Linked DNA regions of Mus musculus: all the other regions are linked to region 1. Evidence: chromatin contacts called from public promoter capture Hi-C data. All regions are on one chromosome and are shown on one strand. Each heading gives the region's core, a stretch centred on a gene start, on an enhancer-like site or on the middle of the called end of the contact. The rest is flanking DNA. Distances are from core to core; before and after follow the strand shown.

Region 1 (4,397 bases), core at 1,470-3,969:
TCCCTTCCCTTAGGATTGCTTCAATCCATCTTTGGTCTTATAAGGGAGGCAAGTACTATAGGCTGCAGGAAAGAAGTGAGGGGGGGGGGATGGACAAGCTTTGTGCTGGGCACTCCTAGATGAAGACCAGATGACAGCAGGTAGCTCCAGTTCCCTCAGAGGCCAGAAAATACTTCTGAGGTGTGAAAAACACCATGCTTCTAACTCAGCAACTACAGAAAAATAGTGCTTAAAAAAAGGTGTAAAATAGAGAAGTAGGAGAAGGAATAGGTGGAGGTGGTGGTGGAAGAGGAGGAGGGAGAGGAAATTTGTAAACCAAGTCTGAGATTGGTGGGGGTGGGGGTGATGTCAAACCCTGAGGGGAGCAAGGCCTAAAGATCTTTTCCTCAACTTCTTTTCTCCTTTGGGAACCAAAGCTGAAAGAAGACACCCTTTTGACAAGGTCCCTTTGGACCGAGTCCCTTTTGGTAAAGACTTGAGCTCCTTGATCCCACCTCTCTGGGGGCTCAGCTAAGAGTCACCGTGAAGAAGGACTTCCAAGATCAAGTCTCTAATTAACTGGAGGATGGTAGCACCATGAACGATGATGTGTGAACTAATACCCGATGATGTGTGAACTAATTCTTTCTTTCTTTCTTTCTTTCTTTCTTTCTTTCTTTCTTTCTTTCTTTCTTTTTAAGGAACAGTCGTTCAAGAAGAGATGGCCATAAGGGCAGATCAATCATTTCAATGGGATTAAAATATGGTGGAAGGAACAGTTGAGCTGAGATTATTTCAACCCATCCTTTGGTCTTACAAGAGATGCAAGCACTCTATACTACTGGAAAGGAGTTCAAGAAAGAAAAGAAAAGAAGGAAGGTAGATTTGGTTTCTAGAAAATATTTTGTACTTGAGTGTATCTGAAGCAATGATAAATAAATTAAATTAGTATTATTTTGGTTTTGCCAATGTATCCCCCCATGACCTTTTCCTGGGGGGTTCAGATTCCTAAATGATCATGACCAAGCTGGCTTGAAGTAGGGTCCACAGGAATTATTTGGGTAGGATGGATCCTGTTCTAATGTTGAGACCCAGCAGAGTTAGTCTTCTAGGAAGTGTTTCTGTACCCACTGACCTTGACTGTGGGCCTTGTGCTGTTAGAGGCAGGCACTTGGGTTAAGAGATGAGCCTGTTTGTACCTTAACTGATGAGATTTCAGGTTACCACACCCTGGGTTGACCACACCAAAATTTTCTTATAGACCCCACCACCACGACTCAATCCTAGGCTCTCTGAAAACCGTTACAAGGAAACACAGGCGGTGGGTTCTGTGTTTGGCACAGAGCAGGCCTCAGACACTTTGTTCAGTAGCTGAGCCCTGAAAGCCCGCTCTGAGGCTATCTTTATTGTGAGCACCGCTAGCCCCAGGCTGAGACTCGGCGCTGACCCGGCCGTAACTGCCAAGGGCCTGACAATGGGCACATCTGTCCTTTCTCCAAGGGATAAAAGCACCTAAGCAGACAAGGCTCTGCCTTTTGTTACGGACTTTTTTCTTTCTTTCTTTTGTAAATAAAAGAAAGCCGCGGCATGTGGCGGCCGGGTGTGTGTCCCACACTGGGGGCCTCCCCACGCGTCCCCACCAGGCTGAAGGCCCGGGTTCAATTCCGGATTGGAGCGTGACTGTGACAGGGGCACAATTATGCCCAAAGCTGAATTGATTTTCAAATCTGGAGGCTTCTTGCAGGGACGCCAGGAAAAGGAAAGCGTCCCTGCGGTCCAAGCCGCTCGGCTCAGCCGCGTGCACTCTGCCTGCGTGGGGTACTTCTTCCAAGCCTCTAGGTTCTTTTCTAGAAAGGCTGTGGAGTAACTAAAAAACCAGCTCCGTCCCCCCCCCCCCGCCCCCTTCCATGCTAACCAGGCCCTCTCTCCTGTCTCCCTCAGTATCCCCCAAGCAGAGTTATCCAAAGTGGGAGAGCTATCTTAATTGGGAGCAAAGTGACAGACCTTCTTTGAGGTCTGGGACAGTGAGGGGTGGCCTCGATCTGAGTGCTCCTCACTGAGCACAGATTCCTGAGTGCTCCTCGGCCCCGGGCTCAGATGGAGAAAGGTAGTTCGAGGAGTACTTGAGAGGATCATGGATGGCAGTTCGGGATACAGCGTCCCGACCTAGGCCTTCAGGGTATATACACGTCCCAAGTCCCCGTAGGACAACTATTTAAGGACAGTGAATGAGTTGGTCTCCAGCGATCCTCTAGGGAATAAAGCCCAATGGGCGAGTGGGCTTTGGGCCATGACATAGTTTCTACTCCCCGCCGGTAACCTGTACCGGGAACTAGCAACTCAGACTCAGGGGCTCTGGTTCTCAAACCTAGCTGGCTCACGGTGACAGAAACCAGGCAAGAAAGTCCGGATGGAAAGAGAGAGGGAGGTAGTGAGGAAGACCAGGAGGTAGCAAGTCTCCGAGGACTGTGGAGGCGGCTCCAGGTCGCACTCTGCGCGCGTCCCGTGCACGTGCTCACTGATCCCGGGCCATTCGGCGCCGCTGAGAAAGCTCTGTCCCCCCCACCCCCACCCCACCCCCTCGGTTCATTTGTGCTGGGACGTCACGGAGCGCTGGGACCGAGGGGGCGGGGCCTGGAAGCGCGCATGCGCGCTACGCCCGGCGGGCGTGAGGGCGGGCAGCGGCAGCGGCGGCGGCTACGGAATCGCAGCCACAGTCTGCAACAGTAACCGAGCCATGGCTCGAGCTGGCGGGCGGCACAGGCAGGCAGCAGCCGCGGCAGGCGCACGGGCCGCGTCAAGGGAGCCTGGGGCAGCAGGATTCTAAGAAGAGGGGCGAGAGGGGGCCGGGCTGGGTGGGCTAGGGGTACCGCGCTCTCCCAACAGCACGGGTCCTTTTTGGAAATTAATATTAAAAGAAAAAAAAAAGACAGAGGGGAAGGTGGGAGCAAGAGAGAAGGCAAGACACACACAGAGAGAGCGAGAGACACAGATCCCCACAGTGAGAGGAAGAAAGGCCACAGTCGCAGGCAGCCGATGTGAAGACTGGACTCCTTGCGCCCCTCGCCGCCTCTGCCCGGCCACATCGATGTTGCAGCCCGCTCGCCCGCATCACGATGAACGCACAGCTGACCATGGAGGCGATCGGCGAGCTGCACGGGGTGAGCCATGAGCCGGTGCCCGCCCCTGCTGACCTGCTGGGCGGCAGCCCTCACGCGCGCAGCTCCGTGGGACACCGCGGCAGCCACCTGCCTCCCGCGCACCCGCGTTCCATGGGCATGGCGTCCCTGCTGGACGGCGGCAGCGGAGGCAGCGATTACCACCACCACCACCGCGCCCCTGAGCACAGCTTGGCTGGCCCCCTGCACCCCACCATGACCATGGCCTGTGAAACTCCCCCAGGTATGAGCATGCCCACCACCTACACTACCTTAACCCCTCTGCAGCCGCTGCCGCCCATCTCCACCGTGTCCGACAAGTTCCCTCACCATCATCACCACCACCATCACCACCACCACCCACACCACCACCAGCGCCTGGCGGGCAACGTGAGCGGTAGTTTCACACTTATGCGGGATGAGCGCGGGCTGGCCTCTATGAATAACCTCTATACCCCCTACCACAAGGACGTGGCTGGCATGGGCCAGAGCCTCTCGCCCCTCTCTGGCTCCGGTCTGGGCAGCATTCACAACTCCCAGCAAGGACTTCCCCACTATGCTCATCCCGGCGCGGCTATGCCCACCGACAAGATGCTCACCCCAAATGGCTTTGAAGCCCACCACCCTGCCATGCTCGGTCGCCACGGGGAGCAGCACCTCACGCCCACCTCGGCCGGCATGGTACCCATCAACGGCCTTCCTCCGCACCATCCTCATGCCCACCTGAATGCCCAGGGCCACGGACAGCTCCTGGGCACAGCCCGAGAGCCCAACCCTTCGGTGACCGGCGCGCAGGTCAGCAATGGAAGTAATTCAGGGCAGATGGAAGAGATCAATACCAAAGAGGTGGCGCAGCGTATCACCACCGAGCTCAAACGTTACAGCATCCCACAGGCCATCTTCGCGCAGAGGGTGCTCTGCCGTTCCCAGGGGACCCTTTCGGACCTGCTGCGAAACCCCAAGCCCTGGAGCAAACTCAAGTCGGGTCGGGAGACCTTCCGGAGGATGTGGAAGTGGCTGCAGGAGCCGGAGTTCCAGCGCATGTCGGCGCTCCGCTTAGCAGGTGAGGCGCTGGGCGCGTGGGCGAGATAAGGGACTGACGGTGGGAGGGAATGAGAAAGGCTGGGCGCGCTTCGTCCCGCTCCGCCTCCCCTTTCTTCAAGAGAGGTGTCCCTAGACCTGGAAGAGCCAGCTCAGGGAGTCAACCTCCTCCTCCTCCTTCTCCAAGGGCTCAGCGCATTGGGCTAAGGGAGGCTTCGA
Region 2 (5,024 bases), core at 2,073-4,572, 310 kb before region 1:
TCTTTGCTTTTATATTCAGCAGTTTGACAGTAATGGGAACAAACACAAGAAAGTATTGAAATCAGTGCAGCAAATTAGATTACAAGCAGGATGTAAAGAAGATACTGTGAGCTTTAATCTGAGCTTTCATACCATCTGAAACTTTGAAGACTTGGTCACCTTCACAGCAATACAAGGACAACTGGACTAACCTGCAACATCCCTTCTGTATACAACATGTTCACTGCATATCGTGCTAAGGTTCATTGAATCTACAACAAAATCGTACATATTTTGTTCCTATTTTAAGTTCCAAGATGAGAGGTGGAAATGGGAGAACTGCCCAAGAGCTTACAGGCCAGCTATCCTGGAGTATTCAGCACAGCAAAAACAAGAGAGATCATGCCTAGACAAGTGGAAGACAAAAGTTTCTGTACGATCTTCACATGTGTCCCATAGCAGGCATGCCACACTCACACATGCCTCTCTCTCACACACACTCTCTCTCTCTCTCTCTCTCTATATATATATATATATATATATATATATATATATATATATATATACACACACATATATATATATACATACATATATATGTGTGTGTATATACATATATATATCACACACACACACACACACACACACGAAAGTAAACTTAAATCGAATAAGAGTTTCTTCAGACCCATAGGATGCTGAAGATCAGGGCTCTTAGGATGAGTATCCCAGGGACTCACGTCCAGGTCAGGCTAATTGCAAAGATTTTGTCCTTCATGCTCGGCCCTTGATCCCTACACTTGGGGTCAACTGCAGGCATAGTGTAGCCCCAAACTGTTTCATCCAGAGCTTATCAGAGCTCATCCAAAGGCTTTGGAACTATACTGGTGGAAGCTCACGTGACTTCTACTTCACAATCTGTCATGTGACCTCAGATGAGGCATTTATCCTCAGTTTCCTCTTGTTGCAAAAATATTTAAATAATTCTATGACAGTGTTTTGTTGATGTTTTGATCAAAGCATAGCCAGATTTTAAGGAAATGATCAGCTGACATCAAAACACCAGTGTTCAAATGTTGACTATATCACTACTAGTCCTGTGACTTTGGATATGCCATTTGACTCTTAGATTTGTTATCTGAAAACTGAGTGTTGATAAGAGCCACCTCATAGAAATAATGGCTTAAATATAACATTCACAGAAGAGTAAGACTTAGAATAGCACCTGTTACATACTAGGTGCTGTTCTGTTATTATCCACCCCTTCCCTTTTGGAACTACTTGTCATGGCTTGATAGCAGAGCTTCCAGACCACAGCCTCCAATTCCTGTCTGAGCTCTCTTCTGGGCATTTCTCCTCCTGAAGAATTATATCTGTCCCTAGATTCCACTGTGAGATGACTGCATTCCTCTTCCTCTCCCCTGTCATTTCTTCTCCAGGGATTCCCATCATCATCCTCTCCCTGCCCATGAAATGTGGGGAGTATGGACATTAACCATGCATATTTGAAGCCAGGGATAAAGGTTTGTGCCTGTAATCCCAGTGCTTGGGAAGCTGAGGTAGGAAGGTTGCCATGAGCTTGAAACAAGCCAAGGCTACAGAGTGAGGTGCATATCCCCATCTCAAAACAAACAAACAAAACAAAACAACAGAGATTTGAAAACTATCTATTATAAGCCAATAGCTGAAATGTGAAGAGAAGATGAATTTTTCTTTAAATTGAACCCTGGTATACAAGCATCCTTTAAGATCTTCTCACATTTTCTCTCTGTTTAAAATGGCTGGCATAGATTTAAGATTCAAATATAGCTTTTAGGCTTCCTGTTAGTAGGATTCAGGGTCTGCTTTGAGGTCACAGTCATCATTGTTCTGTCCTCTCTGCTCCAAGGAGCCCATATCACTTCCTGAGCATGTCCTACTTAATGCCATCTGAGATGCTGCTGAGCCTTTCCTCTCAGATGGAACCCTTTGCTTTTCTTTTAGTAGTCAAGTTCAAATGCACAAGAAACACTTCTATGAGTTCTTTGCCTCTTGTCTTTCCAATCAGAACCCAGAACACTCAGCCAGCTCACACGTAGGAGGACAACAGGAGAGAAATACGACATTAATAGACACCCAAGGTGCTTCCACACCAGTTTCTGAGCCAAGGATCCATGGCATCCCTCCTGCAGTCAGAGCTTCCTGGAATCCTCTGGATGGCGGTTGTCTTTCCCATTGTGAATAGCTCTGATCGCTCATTTCTTTCCATCTATGCTATGGCTCCAACATCCACATAGAGAAACCTTGTTCACTGTTATTTGGTGACTCAAGTTTAAACAGTCTTCAATCCAATAGCACTGGAGCTACCAATAGACAAGTCTAAATGTTAACCTTATCCTTACTATCTGCCCTGAGGAAAATCTGGAGAGCTGTATACTTACCTTCCACACCCAGTCACCTCTGTCTCATCAGCCCAGCATCAGAGCCTCCAACCTTCCCATAGCTGCTACAGCATGGGGTCAAACTTGAGGTAGTGAGCACTAGAGACAGTATGGAGAGGAACCTGTCCTCACTACCTCAAGCCTCTCTTCTCTCCCTCCCCTTGCTAAGGATGAGGAGCTCATGCTTCCTGCAGTGGCGCCACTACTGCTACACCCGCTTCCAGAGAGCCTTCCTTCTCTTTCTGAACCAAGATGTATTTCCCTAGAATTCCCCACCCCACCCATGCAGTAGGAACAAGGATGATGTTGCCTCCTGTGGGTCAGTCTCAGATCATTCACAACGCCCCTTGAGTGGTTTCTTCTCCTTACCACCCCCACCCTGACTCTTACCTGCCCCTCAAGCCTATGACGTAATGACCTTGCTAGTCTCTGTCCTGAAGTCTCTTCTAGCACCTATACAGTAGACAGTAACTTCTGCCACCATCTGAGTCCCATTCAAAATTCCCAGGCTGGAAATAAAAACTCTCTGCCCGACAGGACTGAAAATAAAGTCTCCCCTCTGCTTCACTCACAAATCGAAACCTACAAGGAAGAAGGAAAATTTAAAAGAAAAAAAAAAAGCAAAACCTTAGGCCTGCAAGAAATGGTAATTCCAAGCAATTGGGGATTTTTTTTTAAAGAGTCTTGATTCCTAAGGGCTTGTCTTGTTCTTTTAACTAGAAAGTTTGAGTCTTGATCCAAAGCTAATAAACGCCAGGTGGCAATTTGCCAGTTTGAACTCATGAGTGGAAGCTTATTCATTATTAGGAAGTAGTGATCTCTGTGGGGAGAAGCTTGCAAACAGGATTAGCAGAGCAAGACAGGGCAGAGCCTTTGGTGAAAAATGTGCCCATTGCTAATCAATGGGCGGCAGCCTCGCTGCAGCGGTCACATGGAGCAATCAGAACTGCATGATTGTTGCATTCATCGTGTTCAGGAATAGGGGTGTGGACTTTGGACACTGGCTGAGTCACGATTTCCAAAACTTTCCCACTTAGTGTTTCTGGCAACAGTGGGTGTTAAGGTTGCATTCTCTGAAGGGTTTCAGACAGTATCAAAAAGTTCAAATTGTTAAAAATACAAATAGAAGACATGCTCGTTAGGCATGTAGCTCAGAGGGTAGCATTCTTGCCAGTGAGAACAAAGCCACGTGTCAGAAACTCAGCACCACATATAACCAGGTGAGGTGACACATACTGCAACCTGCACACTCAGGGCAGAGAGGTAGGAGGATCAGGAACTTAAAGTCATCCTTAGCTACACAGAAAATCTGAAGCCAGCTTAGGCTACATAAGACCATATCTCAATAGAGGGGGAGGGGGGAGTCTAAAATGTAGCTGAAACCTCCTGCTTGTTCTTAAGTCCTCATATAACTTTCATGTTGTTATGAGATATAGCTTTTTCTTTATTCATATGAAGAATTTAAGAATGATATTCTCTAGTGTTGATTCCCTTAGCCCAAAGACTGTCCATAGCTTCCACCTCTACTAGTTGGACTGTAGCCCTATCAGCCTCAGTGATACTATCTTGGAAATTTCGATAATCAACTCCATGGTCCTTCCTCATCTATTAGATTTTTAGATTCCAGGAGCAGTTATGCTAGGAAGGCCATAAAACTACAGGGTCTCCGAATGGGAATTTAGATGTTGTTTTCACGCTCATGATATGTGTCCTCAGTCTGTTTAACCATTTCAAGTCTCGGTTTTCTCATCCCTATAAAGGTATCAACTTAGCAGGTTATCCTGAAGAGTGATTTAGGTAATGTATACAATATTCAGTTCCAAAACTGTAACATGACCATTCGTTATCATGATGCTAGTGATGTGTCCCAACATCTGTAGTGCAACAAAGGACTCTACTCTGAGAATTAAATGGAACTTGAGGGTGGAACCTGAAGGCTAGGGCTTCCTTATTCATTCTACTGTTGGTTGGCACTGTTGCTGCAGATAAATGACTGATGCCCCGGTATCCTCATATGTCAAGGGGGAATAGGATTCCTGCTCCATGACCTCCCAATGCTTTAGTGAAGATGGTATGCAAGGACTGTGCACACCACATTGAGAATATTGAGAAACTTTTAGCTAAAATTTACTTTCTTGCTCTTCAGAGGAACACAAGCTTCCAGATGAAGAATTTAAAGGTCTTTGGTACCTAGGAGAAGTAAGGGAACAATGTGGTAAAACAAAGGAGGTAAGCTCTGCCAGCTATGAGTCTTGCATCCCTCTAGAGAAGTATTTGCTAGTGGTGACCAATGGCAAATGCACATGGAACATAGGAGAAGACATACACTGAACATGCATCGAAGGGCAAGCTAGTAAACAGCTTTCAGTTCCTACCTCCAGGCTACTGCTTTGAATTCCTGTCCTGGCATCCTTTGATGATGGACTATAAAGAATAAGATGAAGTAAACCTTTCCTCTCTAAACTGTGCTTGATCAGAGTGTCTTATTATAGCAATAGAAACCAAACTGGGCCGTGTAACATTCTTGTGACACTTAGATCAATCCTCTTGAAAAGATATTTGGACCTTGTCTTCCACCAACACAAAAACTAAGAACATCATTGGGTGACATCTGAGACCTATAACAGA
Region 3 (4,791 bases), core at 355-2,854, 370 kb after region 1:
GAGGACCATACACCCCAGTCAAGTGGGCCTACCCAGAAGTCAAAGAAAGCTTAAATTTTAAAAACAAACAAACAAACAAACAAACAAACAGAAAACCTGTCGGGCTCTGTGGTATGTACCTATAATCTCAGATGCTTAGAAGGATGAAGCAGGAGAATTTTGAGTTTAAGGGCAGAGTGACAACCTAATGAGTCCCCAGTCTGAAATATATATCCATTCACAAATTAATAAAACAGCCCATTCAAAAAAATCTTATTGTGATGCACCATATCAGATAAGAACAAAACCCAGCCGGGCTGTCATCAAGCTTGGTTCTCCTGCCTCAGTCCCCTGGGGCTAGAACCTCCCTCACTGCCCACCTGGCCTGGTTATTTATCATTTCTGACATGAATCCTCATTTTGTTTTTTATTCAGCATTTGTCACGTCACCAATGTCACTTTTGCCATTTTTCTGTTTCACAGCGTGGGGCTCTATGGACAGACTCCATTAGACTCCATTACCCTCGCACCCATTCTCATATGCCTAGTCCACTGTTTTAATGACTGTAGTTTGTTTTTCCCATGAATATGTGGCAGGGCAGAGCTGGGGCAGTAGCTTAGTCTATGAAGTACTTGCAGTGCAAGCCTGAGGGCGGGCCTTCAAACCCCTCCCCCCCCCCCCAATCTACATTTTAAAAGCCGGTGTTGTGGGCGCTGTAAAGCCAGAGGAGACAGAGACACTAGGAGTTCTGGGGCTCCTGGGTCAGCCTAACTCAGTGAACCCCAGATCCCAGTGAGAGATTCTGGCTTTAAAATAACAAGGACCAGGGCTAGAGAGAAGGCTTAGTGAGTGGTTAAGAGCATTGACCTCTCTTCCAAGGGTCCGGAGTTCGATTCCCAGCAACTCCATGCTGGCTCACAACCATCTGTAATGGGATCTGATACCCTCTTCTGGAATATCTAGAGACAGCTATAGTGTACTCATATAAGTAAAATAAATAAATCTTTTAAAAAAAGAAAAGAAAAACGAAAATGGGCAGCTCCCAAGGAAGGCCAGCAGGATAGGATCTCTTTTCTCTTTGTGGTGAAAAATAGTCTTAGCTGTTCAAGTACTTCTAACCCAAATAAAATATAAAAATAATGTCAGTTCGCAAACATGCTGCCAGGATTTTTAACCCAGTGTCATGGACCTATGTATTAATTTTGGTGACATCAACACCTTTTGAATGTTAAATATTCACATCCGTCCAAAAGGCCCGTACTTATTCAGCCCTCTGGTGTGTCCTGTAAGAGAGGTAGAAGCAAGCTCGCCATAAAGGTCAAACAAGGTTTTTAGTAGCGTAATCTCTGGGTGCATTTTCTTTGATCCGTATCTTACTTTCCATGGCATATAAAATGTTCGCAGGACAACGACTTTTTTCTTTTATCCGACCCCTTCCTCAATTTAGAAGTTCTGTTAGCTCACTGATTCTTTGGTTTTTCTTTGCTGCTGCTGGCTGCTGTAAGGGAGCGGGAACTTGGGCGGGACCCCTGGAGGTTTCTTTGACCTGTTACCTGGACCGGGCCAATGGCAACGCGGGCTGCCGGCAAGCACCAATCCCGCTGCTAACCCTCACCCCGCCACCAACCCCAGTCCGGGCGCCAGAGCCCTCGGGGGAAGGGAGCCGTGGCACTCGGGAAAACTTCTGCACAAGATGGCCAGGCGCTGAGTGCCTGGGCGCGCACAGTCCCCTGCAGCAACAGCAGCAGAGAGGAGGTCCATGGCGGTGGCCGAGCTCTACGCGCAGGTAGGGGCGCGGGGACGCACCTGTGCACCTGCCCAGACGGGTAGATGAGCGGAGGCCGGGAGCAGCTGCCAGCTCCGCCCGGGCCCCCTGCGGGTGGGCAAACCCAACGGAGGGCTGCTGTCCCCACGCCGGGTAGCTAGATCACCCAGACCCTTCGTCCCGCCACTGATGGAATCTGAGTCCCGCAGTGGGCAGGAGCTTCGATCTGGCACCACAAACTTTGTTAACCAGCGTTGTAACCTTCCAGGCCCTCGGAGTCTGGAGGACTCCGGCAAGATTGGCGGTGTTTTCTAGAATGCTGGTGCGCTTCCCTGTGCAGGCGAAGGAAGACACTCGGGGGATCCACCTGGAGTTGCCCGGTCTGAGCACAGGAACCAGCAGCCCAGAGTCCCAGGCCCCGGGTGCTGTTGGGCTCTTTTTAACCAGTGTAAGGGTGCATTAACTCAGAGAGCACCTCAGACAGGCCTGACCGGGAGCACATGCATTCTGGAAAACTTCCAGAAGCGAAGAGCTTCATCCTCACCCAGGAAAAAAATGTGAGAAAATGACGCTTTTTAAAAGAGCCATAAAACAGATCCTGCTACACTCTTGTAGGGGAATTTAGACCCTTCAAATTCTGACAGATGGGACTAGAATGGATTCTGTTAGAACATTTACACACACACACACACACAGAGAGAGAGAGAGAGAGAGAGAGAGAGAGAGAGAGAGAGAGAGAGAGAGAGAGAGAGAGAGAGAGAGAGGCGCGCGCATCTTAACTTAATTGGCCGGGGAAGGGGTGGGGGAGGTATTGTTTAGTTTTGGATTTTGTTTGTTGAGACTGTCTCACTGTGTCACCCCAGGTAGCCTGGACATCACTACTGGCTGGAAATCAGGCTGACTTCAAACTCACAGTTTTGTCTGCCTCTGCCTCCAGAGTGCTGAGACTAAAGGTCCATGCTCCACCAAGTTTTTAAGAGAGGTTCTTGCTTTGTGTCCCTGGTTGGAATGGCCCTCCGTCCATAGCTCAGGCTGACTTCAGACTCACGGAGATCTTGCCTCAGCCACGATAGCGATGGTATTACAGACATACCCCACCCCTCCTATCTTTCTGCCTTATATTTAAAAGGCACTTTCACCATCTCTGTATAGTAAAAGATCCTTGTCACGCTTATCTTTCCGTCGGGGTTGGAGGAAGATTTTCTTCTACTTTGTTTAATGAATAAATTGCAAGCACACATCAAACAAAGAGGAAATCCCTCTGATGCTGACCAATTCTGCACTTTATCCCAGTCTCAAGCTGGGGACCGAACCAAGGGCCTTGTGCTTTCTGGGCAAGCATTCTACCACGAGCTCAGCCCCTCATCTAGAAGATGTTACTAGAGACAGTGTGAACCACCAGGTGACCTAAATGTTTCTAAGTCTTCATGTGATTATCGGGAAGGGGGGGGGGGATCTTTAATGAACCCTGCCTTGTTGGGTATCTTTGGGGACAGGTGGCTGATCACCAACCTGTTTTGAGTAACAATTTTTCTTAAAGCAAAAACACAGGTATACTTATCTGTATCTGTGTTACTTACCTATAATCTCAGCACTCAGGAGGCTGAGGCAAGAGAATTGCCTTGGGTTTGAGGTTAGCCTGGGCTACACAGTGAGTTCCAGGCAGCTAGGGCTAAGAAACAACACTTTTTCTCAAAAATAAGTTAAGATATTGTGGAATGGTGGGGGTATGGTGGCGTCCAGATTTTTCTGTAGGAAGAAACTTTGTTGGGGGTGGGAAGGATGTGCAGCGGTTGTGGGGGGCAGAGAGAAAGGTGTTTTGTTCTGGAATTGTTTTGCCTGCCAAGGTATTTTCTGGTTCTTTGACTTGAGAAATGACAAGCAGTTGTCTCGTGAGGCCTAAGAGAGTATGAGGGGGAGACAGCTGGAGCAGAGGGTCACTTGGCAAAGATGGAGGTTTTGGGTGGAAACAGGGATCGGGTGGTAGTTTAGCAGCTAGATGAGCCGCTTCCTCAGGATCCCAGGCATTCGGGGATCAGGAGAGACCCTAGACACAGAGGGAGGGTGGAGACAGGAAAGGAGAAACAGGCCTGGGAATATCAGAACAAGGGACACACCAAGGATGACCTGGCGTCTGTGTGATTGAGAACAGGGCGTGTATGAGCGGCAGGAGAGCCATTAGGAGAAGGAAGTGTTCCTGAGAGAGGTCATGAAGCACGTTTAGTTTTAACCAGCGTTGTGTTGAAGTGGTGAGGAGACACAGGGAAAATGAGTGGGGCGTGCACAGCGTGGGAATGAGCTCAGCCCTCAGAGGGGAGCCCTTGACCCATCTGTGGTCACAAAACTGTGGCAGGAGCACCCAAAGAAGGGCAAGGCCAGGACAGAGGAGTGTCTGCATACCCAGAGAGCAGCAGCCAATCCCAGGTGAGTTAGGAGGAGCCTGAAGGGCTGGGGAGTACCAGGAAGAGAGGTTCCCAGAGGGAGAGGGGACTCCTGAGAGAGGCCAGGGTGTAGGAAGTGCAGAGCAACCCACCTGTCTCCACAGCAGCAGGCCCTGGAAACTTTCAGAGCAGGATTACTTGAAATCCCTTCGAGAAAAACTGGTCTGACCAATCCCCACTTAAAACCTGGGTTTTGTCCCTCTCAAGTCCCAACCCAGCCATAAGGGCCCTATTGTGTTTTATAAAATATGAGGAGAGAGGGAATATGTTTGGTGCAGGTGCAGTCAGGTGTCGGGGAAAGGGGTGCCTCTGCAGGTCTATGCTGTGGCGTCCTTTCCCCATGAAGGTGGTCCTATAATATACATGATGATATAGTATAGAATGGAGTTTATTCAGGGCGTGGGGAGGGCAGCTGAGGGAGTAGAAGCTGGGGGGGGGGGGCGGCAAGCAGCCTCTTTTATATCGAGTCAGGCACACCTGGCTGTTGCAAGGTAACTGTGGGGCAGAGCCTAGACTAAATGTCAACAGGCCTGACTCTGCAACCTCATCTAGCCCCTGCCACTTCTCCTAGCTGGCTCATACCCTGCTAGGCAGCTTGCCTATTC

Evidence for each region. Promoter capture Hi-C pulls out the DNA fragments that hold promoters and counts their contacts. Capture Hi-C pulls out chosen DNA fragments and counts their contacts.
Region 2: a promoter capture Hi-C map of liver shows a contact between it and region 1. The contact joins the enhancer-like site here to the promoter of Onecut1 in region 1. A contact is called at or near these places in 9 of 39 promoter capture datasets (the 3T3-L1 cell line, the C10 cell line, HPC-7-derived erythroid cells and 4 more), 1 of 484 Hi-C or Micro-C datasets (liver) and 14 of 115 datasets of contacts at active chromatin or transcription factors (craniofacial prominence, embryonic basal ganglia, embryonic forebrain and 10 more).
Region 3: a contact with region 1 is called in a promoter capture Hi-C map of adipose tissue, with 2.2 times the contacts expected there. The contact joins the promoter of Myo5c here to the promoter of Onecut1 in region 1. A contact is called at or near these places in 2 of 39 promoter capture datasets (embryonic stem cells and pre-B cells), 1 of 484 Hi-C or Micro-C datasets (embryonic stem cells) and 1 of 9 other capture datasets (adipose tissue).

Annotation. Positions count from the first base shown.
Region 1 is chr9:74,859,202-74,863,598 of GRCm38.p6, forward strand. Onecut1 (one cut domain, family member 1) reads left to right here and starts at 2,720. Exons shown (of 2, transcript NM_008262.3): 1 at 2,720-4,200. The coding sequence starts at 3,096. Gm33562 (a long non-coding RNA gene) reads right to left here and starts at 3,935. Exons shown (of 4, transcript XR_870924.1): 1 at 3,861-3,935.
Region 2 is chr9:74,553,154-74,558,177 of GRCm38.p6, forward strand. No RefSeq gene overlaps it. Among named protein-coding and RNA genes, the nearest start is that of Gm33459, 27 kb to the left of the region's middle. Within about 2 kb of position 3,323, at least 5 of the 459 cell types and tissues checked have an H3K27ac peak or open chromatin away from gene starts, as enhancers often do. A contact at or near this core is called in hepatocytes and liver, where this site is marked.
Region 3 is chr9:75,230,410-75,235,200 of GRCm38.p6, forward strand. It overlaps Myo5c (myosin VC), which reads left to right and starts at 1,605. Exons shown (of 41, transcript NM_001081322.1): 1 at 1,605-1,766. The coding sequence starts at 1,740.